Regions from separate parts of the Anolis sagrei genome. Here region 2 is linked to region 1. Evidence: chromatin contacts called from public Hi-C data. All regions are on one chromosome and are shown on one strand. Each heading gives the region's core, a stretch centred on a gene start, on an enhancer-like site or on the middle of the called end of the contact. The rest is flanking DNA. Distances are from core to core; before and after follow the strand shown. Region 1 holds the start of LGR6 (leucine rich repeat containing G protein-coupled receptor 6). Region 2 holds the start of UBE2T (ubiquitin conjugating enzyme E2 T).

What was found. Hi-C and Micro-C count contacts between places; a contact is called where the count stands out from the background.
Region 2: a contact with region 1 is called in a Hi-C map of mixed tissue, with 4 times the contacts expected there. The contact joins the promoter of UBE2T here to the promoter of LGR6 in region 1. A contact is called at or near these places in 2 of 2 Hi-C or Micro-C datasets (both in mixed tissue).

What each region holds. Positions count from the first base shown.
Region 1 is chr4:205,496,960-205,502,486 of rAnoSag1.mat, reverse strand. It overlaps LGR6 (leucine rich repeat containing G protein-coupled receptor 6), which reads right to left and starts at 2,714. Exons shown (of 16, transcript XM_060772489.2): 1 at 2,222-2,714. The coding sequence starts at 2,445.
Region 2 is chr4:205,673,988-205,679,514 of rAnoSag1.mat, reverse strand. UBE2T (ubiquitin conjugating enzyme E2 T) reads left to right here and starts at 2,479. Exons shown (of 8, transcript XM_067468124.1): 1 at 2,479-2,559.

The sequences.
Region 1 (5,527 bases), core at 1,465-3,964:
CTCAAAACAACACTTTGGATTACGGAGAATACTGATGCATCAATGGCCAGTCTCCTAGGCATGAAAGCCTGTGATATGAAATAGCCCCAAGTTTTTATGTTTTATTGAATTTTTGTGTGTGTCTAGGCATATAAACCTCTGATTTTTATTTGAGATGCTTTGTTTTATATAAACTGGATGGAAACTCAGAAATGAATCCAGCCTTGTTTGTATATACTGTTCCATGCAGCCACCCTATGACAAATGTAGTGCTTGAGCACAAGTTACTGGTTCAGTGAAACCCATTTGCAGAGTGCCTTTGAATATCAATATCCTCAGGGCTGTGCACCCTGACTCCAGTAAAAATACATGTTCCATAGCAAGAAAAACATCCTTTTGAAATAAAAAGGAGGAAAGGAGATGAAATAAAAAAAGATCACCTTTAAGACAAATGGGTTTTTCATTTTTTGGAAGCATTTAGTACTGTAGTTTATATCTACATACCAAAATAAAATCCAATTAGTCTTAACCTTTCTTATTTCCTTCACCCACCTTTCTCCTTTTCATCACAGCTACTTCTTCAAAGACATCCCTCTGAAATGTTTCTTTTGCAATTGGTTCGTTTTAAGAGACTCAACACAGTGTTAAAACCACAAAGGGTAAAACATGGGAGATCAAAGAAAAGAGATTGGTACAACTTCTTGGGTCAGTTTGAAAAGAGTGTCTTGACTGGGTATAGTATATTATCTTTGAAGATATCAATACACTGCAGAAAAATACATGGCATGTGAATGATATCACTGCTGTGACCACTAAGAATACTGAATGTCTCTGCTCTAACTACTAGGAAACATTGCTTGCTATACTGCTCAGTACAAAGGAGCAAAGTGCTCTTCGCAAGGCTGAAATCTTTTTAGCAGCATTTTGGGCAACCATTTCAAACTTTTCAGCATTGTCACCATTATTAACAACTTTTTAAAAAATCATAGCTAAGCCCCTCCATCACAGCTTCAATTTCTGACAGTTTTCAGTTTGCTGCAGAGTGAATGTTACAGGTAGAACTAATTTTTCTGTTCAGTAGCAAAACCATCACTCTGGAGATGCAAGGAAGACGAGAGATATTGACAACCTGGAATGTGTCCAGAGGAGGGCAACTAAAATGAACAAGCCCTATGATGAGTGGCTTAAAGAGCTGGGCATGTTTAGCCTGCTGAAGAGGAGACATGATAGCCATGTATAAATATGTGAGGGGAAGTCACAGGGGGGAGGGAGCAAACTTGTGTTCTGCTGCCCTGGAGACTAGGACGCGGAGCAATGGCTTCAAACTGCAGGAAAGGAGATTACACCTGAACAGTGGGAAGAACTTTCTGAATGTGAGAGCTGTTCACCAGTGGAACTCTCTACCCTGAAGTGTGGTGGAGGCTCCTTCTATGGAGGCTTTTAAACAGAGGCTGGATGTCCATCTGTTGGGGGTGCTTTGAACAAGAATTTCCTGCTTCCTGGCAGGGGGTTGGACTGGATGGCTCATGAGGTCCCTGCCAACTCTACGATTCTATGATTCTATGAATGCAGGAGAACCACCCAACCCCACACTGCCCAAATTTTCTAAGCCATCTTCCAATTACAGATAAATGATGTAACAACTCACTGATGAGAAAATGTCACAATGACCAGCAACCTGGGATCTCCGGGTGAGGTCGGCAAGTCAAACATGACATCTTTTTCTTTTCTGCTCTACACGGTCCAGGTTTTACCGTATCCAGCAAAGCTTCATCCCTCCAAAAAATGGTCTAACTTTAATTTCTTACTCACTGATGACAAATCTGGACACTGACATTCTCTGCGCCTGTAAAGTCCCATGTTATATTGCCTCTTGAAATGTTTGAAATGGGGATCCTATAACAGTCTGCAGCAATTACCCAATCTAAATACTCCATTATGTTCCCAAACAATCAGAATCAGCCCAGCAAACAAGCTCTGTCTCCTCTGATCCATAGCAATCAAGAAGTAAAGCATGCAGAACATCACAATATAAACACGCTTTCCAGAGGACCACAAGGGGAGCCCTGGGAGGAGGGAGCCGGGAGGAGGGGGGAAGGTGGGCAGTGACTTCCTTGTCAAAAGAGCTGCCTCCTTCATTGTTGGTTTTAATTGGCAGGTGGAAACCTTTCTTTTAATAAAGCATGCTGCAAGTGATAACGTTCCTGGAAAAGCAAAGAAGGAATGACAATGCTGTACTTACAGGTAAGCTGTTAAGGGACTCAGGCCATCAGGAACAGAAGAGAGGCCAAGCTCTGAACAGTCCACTGAGAGCATGATGCCATCTTCCTCACAGTGGCACAGAGGTGGACAGGAGAGTGCAGCACCTTGTTCCAAAGACACAATTTTGAGCATGCCTGAAAAACACAGGAAAAGCCACCAGGGCATCAGCAGCTGGTCCATTCGGAGTCCAGCTGGAGCCAGCATGTTGCTTCAGGCTGGTTCTCTCCTCCTCCACCAGTTTGCTCCTTCTCTCTTTCACCCTCTGGTTTGATCTTTGCAGGGTGGTGGAGGCAAGTGATTCTAGAGCTCTTGCCGACAGCAGCACTTTCTCACTCTGCTGTGCTCTTCCTTGGTGCAGCCAAGGTGCAGCCTGTGAAGGGAAGGCATTGTTGAGTGATCCTAGTTATTGGGTTTCACACCGGCTGGGCTGGGCTGAGCAGAGGTTTAGGGAGGCTCACATGGGAGGAGTTAGAGAAACTTTCTCCTCTCCTTCCCTCTCCCTCCTTCAGAGCTGGCAGGAATTTCATTCAAAACCAGAAAAGGTGCTGGTGGTGTTTGAGAGAGAGAGAGAGAGAGAGACCTGTTAGTAGCTTTGGGACTTGTTTGGAAACAGCTTTAAAAAGAGGTTGAACAGGGAGGGGAAAGATTGGCAGAGTAAAATGAAGGATCTTTGGGAGGCAGGCAGAGAAATGTCACTCATTCAGCACTTCCATTTCACAGCATTTTGCCCTTGAGCTTGGAAAACTTATGAGGGAGAGGATGATAACCTCTACTATGGTTTTTTTAATGGAATTCTGGGTGTTATTGTTCAAGGAGAAAAAAAACTTTTCTTAGCTGTTTTGCCTCAGTTTTTACATCCATGTCTCTTCGTTTCCATGTCAGAACCCCACTGACATGGGGTTCTGACATGATTTTGGCTCCACCATTTACACACACAGAAGCACATCATAGACCTCCTACCATGTCAACAGCACATCCAGTCTTCTGTTAATGCTGCCCCTTCCCTCCATCCACATAATTCACCTATCAACTGAAGATAAAGCTTTATGCACCTAAAAACATGGATGTTTAATTGTGCCTTTGATTAGAAAGTTCCAAAGAATTGGCCCTTTAATACCTAAATTTCAGCACTTTGGCATGGCCCTCCGCACTACAATCCTGACATTATAAAGCTCAAGGACATTACTCTCCCATCCATCCACTGAATTTAGCACTTTCCCTTAGCTCTATCTAGGAATTTTGCACAAACTAATAAATAATAATAATAAAAATAAACTCAGAGCCCTCTGAACTCAGCAAGTTTATTGTTCCCATGGTACTGTTTTCATGATGTTATGTTTTATTGTGACATGTTTCTTTTTAGTTTGTTTTTGTTTTTCTTTTATTGCATTACGTTTTAACTCTGTGCTCTCTGGGCTTGTCCCTTTGTAAGCCACCCCCAATCCCTTCGGAGAGATGGAAGAGGGGTATAAAAATAAAGTTATTATATTATTATTATATGCAATGAATTCTAGTCCTCAAAAGCATCTGCTGTCATGAATGCACCATCTCTTGAGCACTCTCACAATCTCCTGATCATTTTGGCACCACATAAATGCAGACTGTTCAACAGGCCCTTCAGAGGCATAACATCATTACCTGTGTGACGGGATGCAAAGAGATGGGGAAATCTCACCTGAATAATGCCATCCATAGTCCAAGTAAATGACAGTCTGAAAACTGCTGCACCTGAGTAATGTGGTAGTATAATTCAAAGAAAAAGTGCTACTTTTGACTAATCTAAACATTAGATTTTGACCTAATCTAAGAGATTCAAATTCAGAAAAAAGTATTAGCTAACAGATTCTCTCTTACAGTTAACATGAAGGTGCAAATTCCATAGCAGTCCAATTGCTTGTACACAGGACCAAAATACTTATTTTTGTGTTTCGTTTTAAAATCTTCTTCAGCACTTTTGCTTTTCCTGTCTGCCTTTTTTTCATCTCAAAAAATGCTTTCTGCATTTGCACAGACACCTGAAGTTTTGCATACCCAGACTTAATCCTATCCAGTATTGTTAGAGCTTGGAAGTCTTCTATCTAGTCACTCTGCTTAGGGCAGAGCTCAGAAGAGTTACACTTTTTGTAATCTAAATCCAGATCCAAATTATGGGTCTTGTAGTCCAAATAATGTCATTTTTCCTAGCTCTAATAATGTGATTCCATTTGTTTACTGGCACAACCAATAGTGAAGAATGCTAGAAGTTGCAGTTCACCAACATCTGGAAGGCTGTAGTTTGCCTGTTCTTGATGGAGCACTATGTAGGCAATTACCATGTGAGGATAAGAAAAACTTGTAAAAAAAATAGCTTTTTGAACCACCAAAATCTCCCAGCTGCCATGACTGTTAAAAAGGTAACCTTTCCAAGCTCTAATTAGATGTGTAATGGGAACAAGGACATGCTGGCGGGAGCAGCCTACAGACATCATCCATCAATGCTCTGCTTATCAGTGCTACAGACCTTTTTTCTTTGGCTCAGCTGCCTATCTTTTATAGTGGTTTGGGGCTGGGTGTTAGATTGGTGGAAAGATCATAGCTATGTCTTTCATGCAGAATCTTTGCTTTTATTTATACCCAAACAAATCTCTCAACTTAGGATTTAAGCTAGCTCTTCCTAACAGCACAGTCAGGCTGTTCAGTATTATTTGTCTGTGGCACAAGTACCATTAGAAATGTGTTAATACAATATAGTTGCCAAACAAATTGATAGAAAAAAGGGGAAAAAACCCAAAAACAAAACACTCTGGTGTGACAAGGAAATTAGATCAGAGGTAGAAAATAAAAAGAGAAAACTTGAATCTTAATAAAAATGGTATATTGCTACAAGATTAACAGTGCCAATTAAGGACTTTTTCACATCCCACAACTATAGTGCTATAGTGTGGAGTACTGGAATTTGCAGGTTAGGGAAGGGCATTTAGAATTCACAAGTGCCTCACCAAAGTGAGAATCCCTGGATTCCATAGGATGCAGCTGTGGATGCTGAAGTAGGATACTATTATAGTTGTGATGTGTGAATTAGACTTAAGACAATAAATTCTACCTTCCATCCCCTGTTGATAGCTTTAGCAACAATCTCTGTGAGGCAAGTAGACTGGGTAAGGTATTATTTTCCTACAATACTTGCATAAATGGTTGTTGCAGGGAAATAATGTGCAGTTGTTAGAAATTCATTTGCTCTTTCTGTCCATTCTCTTCTGGCTTAGCATGAAGGCAGTGTGCTACTGTCTGTTGTCCCATTATAGGG
Region 2 (5,527 bases), core at 1,230-3,729, 180 kb before region 1:
CCCTGACTCTGCTACTCTCTCAGAGTCCCTATCTGACTCTGCTACTCTCTCAGGGTCTCTTCCTCCTGACTGAACTTAACTGTCACTTTCTAAACCTTTTTCTCTCTAAGCTCCTCCCACCTCCTCTTCTGCCTTGTTTCTATGGCAACATATCTCTCACAGCTAGGCCGCTCCAGCCATAGGCAACCAATGTAAAACATTAATACAGTTATACACACATTATAATAAACACTTCTGTACATTGCTATTCATGGTTTCCAGTCTGCAGGAACATATCCCTTGCAGATACAGGGGTTGTATAGCATCCTAAACCAGATGTTTTGCCACTTCTGCTATGATTCACTCATAATGACTAGTTTTTTTCTGTAAATGAAGATTTGATTGCTGCAATTGTAAAAAATATAATTTATGATGTTTACTTAGAGCTATGTCACAACCATTTTAAATTGTTCTAATCTAATTAGTGACAGGAAATGTGAATTCGGGTTAATTATCAGTCCTCCTTTTTCTGGGTCATTACTTGTTAGGAGACTTTGAACAGAGTTTGTCAAATAGAAATGAAGTTCTTTGACTGAACAGTCACTCAACACTTTATGGATCATCTTTGAAGTGCTTACCAAATTTAGCTGTCAGCTTCCTAAGGAAATTAACAAGGGAGGAAATTGACTCAAGGGCCCCATTTTACCTGACATCAGCATCTTAACTGATTTTAATCTCTTGTAGAACTTACAACAACAAAGACTCTTACGGCAAATAAATGTAATGTAAGCAAATGCAAAGTGATATGCACTGGGGCAAAAATAAAGTATAATAAAAATCTAGCTTCCTTAATGGGACTGAGTTGCCAGTGATTTAGCAAGAAAGGGAACGCGGATTGTAAAAAGAAAGTGTTGACACAGGAGAAAGTTTGCAGTTGCTAAAAAAATTAAACAGTAAAATTCCTTGCTAGGCACAATTAGAAAGGGAACTTGAAAATGGAACTGCCCTTATACAAACCTATAGTGTACCTATATCCAGACTACTGTGTACAGTTGTGGTCACTGCATATAAATAAAGAATATTATGTGACCCTTTTATCCATGAAGGATATGTTCCAAGATTCCGGCATGGATTCCTGAAACTGTGGATAATAGCAAATGCCTATATATATTTTAGTATGCCTGGGCTGCAGTCAAATGCAGGGAATTGAAGTCCAAAATTATTATTATTTTATTTCTTACCTCTCATAGTGGCTTGAGGTAGGTTACAACATAACTAAAAAAATGTAACCATGGTAGGCATTATATAAAATATACATATGAAAACGTATTTCTACAAAATGCCTATATTAAAACCTGGGTTGTTGTAGGTTTTTTCGGGCTATATGGCCATGTTCTAGAGCAGGGGTCCACAAACTTTTTAAACAGAGGGCCAGGTCACAGTCCTTCAAACTGTTGGAGGGCCGGATTATAATTCGAAAAACACATGAATTCCTATGCGCACTGCACATGTCTTATTTGTAGTGCAAAAAACACTTAAAACAATACAGTTATTAAATTGAAGAACAATTTTAACAAATATAAAGTTATTAGTATTTAAATGAGAAGTGTGGGCCTACTTTTGGCTGATGAGATAGGATTGTTGCTGTTGTTTTTGTGTGCTTTCAGATTTAGGTTGACCCTGAGCGAGGGCCAGGTAAATGGCCTTGGAGGGCCGCATCTGGCCCCTGGGCCTTAGTTTGAGGACCCCTGTTCTGGAGGCATTCTCTCCTGACATTTTGCCTGCATCTGTGGTAAGCATCCTCAGGTTGTGAGGTCTTCTGAGGTCTATTGGGACCTCCGAGGATGCTTGCCATAGATGCAGGCGAAATGTCAGGAGAAAATGCCTCTAGAACATGGCCATATAGACCGAAAAAACCTACAACCACCCAGTGAATCCAGCCATGAAAGCCTTTGACAATATATTATAAACACCTGGAAGACTGGAGTTTGGGTATTATTGAGGGCCCTTCCACGCAGCCATATAACCCAGAATATCAAGGCAGAAAGTCCCACTATATCTGCTTTGAACTGGGTTATCCGAGGGCCCTTCCACACAGCCCTATATCCCAGAATATCAAGGCAGAAAATCCCACATTATCTGAGTGTGGACTCAGACAACTCAGTTCAAAGCAGATATTGTGGGATTTTCTGCCTTGATATTCTGGGATATAGGGCTTTGTGGAAGGGCCCTGAGTCCACGCTGCCATATATTCCAGTTCAAAGCAGAAAATGGGGTTTTATTCAGCTGTGTGGAAGGGGCCTGTGTTAACACCATGCAGAGTGACAGCGAAATTAGTTCCGGAAGTATCAAGATCGACGCTAGAGACTGTATCCCATTAGAAACTGTTTAGATTTCTTGGGAGGTGGAGCTATTGTTTCCATTGGCCAATCCGCTTTGAGTTGCTTTTGACGGACACTCGGTCTGTCCATTCAGGCTGCGACGCGCTTGGGACGCTGGGTCTTTCCGGTTCAAAACAGGGCGCGCGTTTTGTCTTCTCGGCTTGTTTGGTGAGTTGCCTTCCTGAGGCTGAGAAACGCGGTGAGTCGTTGCGGCGCCTGTGGCTCCTGCTGCTTCGTTGGTTCTCAGGCATTCAGCAAGAGAAGGCCCTTTCCCCTCAGGCCTGTGGTGTGTGTGAAGGGAGTTCTGGTTCCGATGGTGTTTCTCAGCTCAGTTGGTTAGGCCTGGTTGGAACATTTTGTGGGCTGAGCATTGGGCGAGGGGTGCATCTACAGTAGGCATGGGCAAACTTGGGCCCTTCAGGTGTATTGGACTTCAACTCCCACCATTCCTAACAGCCTCAGGCCCTTTCCTTTTCCCCCTCAGGCGCTTAAGCGCCTGAGGGGGAAAAGGAAAGGGCCTGAGGCTGTTAGGAATGGTGGGAGTTGGAAGTCCAATACACCTGAAGGGCCCAAGTTTGCCCATGCCTGATCTAGAGTGTAGAATTAACACAGTTTGACATCACTTTCGCTGTGGGATCCTGGGAGATGTAGTCTGGTGAGGCAGAGAAGGCTAAAGGCCTTGTAAAACTACAACTCCCATGATCCCATAGCATTGAGCCATGGCGATTCGTGTGATATCAAACTGCACTAACTCAGCAGCGTAGATGCACCCCAGGAACTCTGAAGGCTAGACTTGGAATGAGCGAGACACACTCTCTCAGCCTCAAGAGGAAGGTGATGTCAAAGCTCTTCTGAACAAATCTTGCTAGGAGAACCCTGCCATAGGTTTGCCTTAGGGTTGTCATACCTTGGAAACAACTTGAAAGGCACGCAGCAGCAGCAACAAAATCCCCAAAGTAACTTCACCATGTTCCGCTTCTTCCCAGCGTTTCAGGTGGTGGAGAAATGGTATAAGTAAAACTTTATTTCTATCCCGCCTTATTTCCCCACAACATAACAGGCAAAAATTCAATGTGGTAAAATACCACAATTGTTGTTGTTGTTCATTCGTTCAGTCGTTTCCAACTCTTCGTGACTTCATGGACCAGTCCATGCCAGAGCTCCCTGTCGGCCGTCACCACCCCCAGCTCCTTCAAGGTCAATCCAGTCACTTCAAGGATACCATCCATCTATCTTGCCCTTGGTCGGCCCCTCTTCCTTTTTCCTTCCATTTTCCTCAGCATCATACTCTTCTCCAAGCTTTCCTTTCTTCTCATGATGTGGCCAAAATACTTCATCTTGGCCTCTACTATTCTTCCCTCCAATGAGCAGTCAGGCTTTATTTCTTGAAGTATGGACTGGTTGGATCTTCTCGCTGTCTAAGGCATTCTCAGCACAAAATACTACAATAGACTAAAACAGTTCAAAATAAACAGCGTGTCTTTACTCTGGAATGTTGTAGGCTTTTTCAGGCTATATGGCCATGTTCTAGAATGCCTCTGGAACATGGCCATATAGCCCGAAAAAAAACCCTACAACTACTCAGTGATTCTGGCCATGAATCACTTCGACAATACATTGCCTTTACTCTGTGTGACAAAAAAAAACTTTACTATTTGCTAAGAAGAGAGAATTACAGCAGATGTTGCTTGTTCCCTGGTTGGGTGACAAGAAGCACCTCCTGTTTTCTTTTCTATACAACCATTAAAGGTACAGGGGCTTTTTTGGGGTGGGGTTTCACTCAGGCAAGGTACCCCTCTTTTGCAACTCCAGTGAGCCCCAGTCTGTATGGCCTGGAATCAAGAGAGCTGTGTCCTAATGTCAAGGTGCAAAGGATTGCCAGGAGTCCTTGTCATCTTTCTTTGCGTAGGGAGTAGTTTCCCACCTACCCAGTTGGGAAACTTTGATCCATAAGGAGACATAGTGTATTTGTTTTACTTAGTTTTTATCCTGCCCCTGGTGGCGCAATGTGTTATGTATTTATTTATTTTTTTTACTTCATTTATACCCCGCCTTTCTCCCCCTCAGGGAAGTCAAGGCGGCTTACAACTCCAGTACCATTCAATACCAATAAAATAAACAGTAAAAACAATAACATACTCCCCTCCATTAAAACAGTTATAGTCAATAAACACATTAAAACATATACAGTTTTGTCCCGGCCGAACTGGTTGACCGAAAGGTAAGCTCCTGTCTGTCAAGCTCAAGCTTCCCATGCAAGGACATATGACAAACCTCCCATAGGATGGTAAAACATCAAACATCTGGATGTCCCCTGGGCAACGTCCTTTCAGAATACCAATTCTCTCACAACAGTTTCTCGAGTTGCCCTGACACACACACACAAATCCTGCCTTTCTCTCAGAGCCCTCCAGATAGGTCCTTGATCTCGGGATCTGATCCCAGGTTTTCTGCTTTAAACTGGATTATATGTGTCCCCAATGCCAGTTAATCTGAGATAAATGGAAAACCTGGAATCAGATCCTGAGATATAAGGCTTGGCTGGAAGAGCCCTCAGTACAGGGGAGTCAAGGCAGCTAACAGCAAACATGATACAATTAAATCTGAGCAAATGCATTAAAATATGAACTTTTAAATAAAATTAAATATTTTGTTATGAAACAAACAAATCAAAACATATTTAAAACTGAATCCTCCCTTACTCCATCTTCTCATCTATCCTCCCACTCATCAAGTATATGGCCTTCCATATCCACAGATTCTGCATCCGCAATGTCGGTCCCCCATCAAAGTCCTAAAAAACAATTTATATTTTTGCCATTTAATATTAGGGATGCCATTTTGCTATGCCATTTTAGATTATGATACGTGAGCTTCCACAGATGTTGGTAAGTGGAGGGGTTCCTGGAACCTAATCCCAACAGATACATAATTTCCACTGTACGTCTCAGTGTATGATGAAAAACGTAAGTCCCTCAACCTGATAGGCAGCTTAAAAAGCCTTGGCCTGCATAAATAGGAGTATAGTGTCTAGATCCAGGGAAGTCATGCTGCCCCTCTATTCTGCCTTGGACAGACCATACCTGGAATACTGTGTCCAATTCTGGGCACCACAATTTAAATAAGATGTTGACAAGCTGGAATGGGTCCAGAGGAAGGTGACTGAA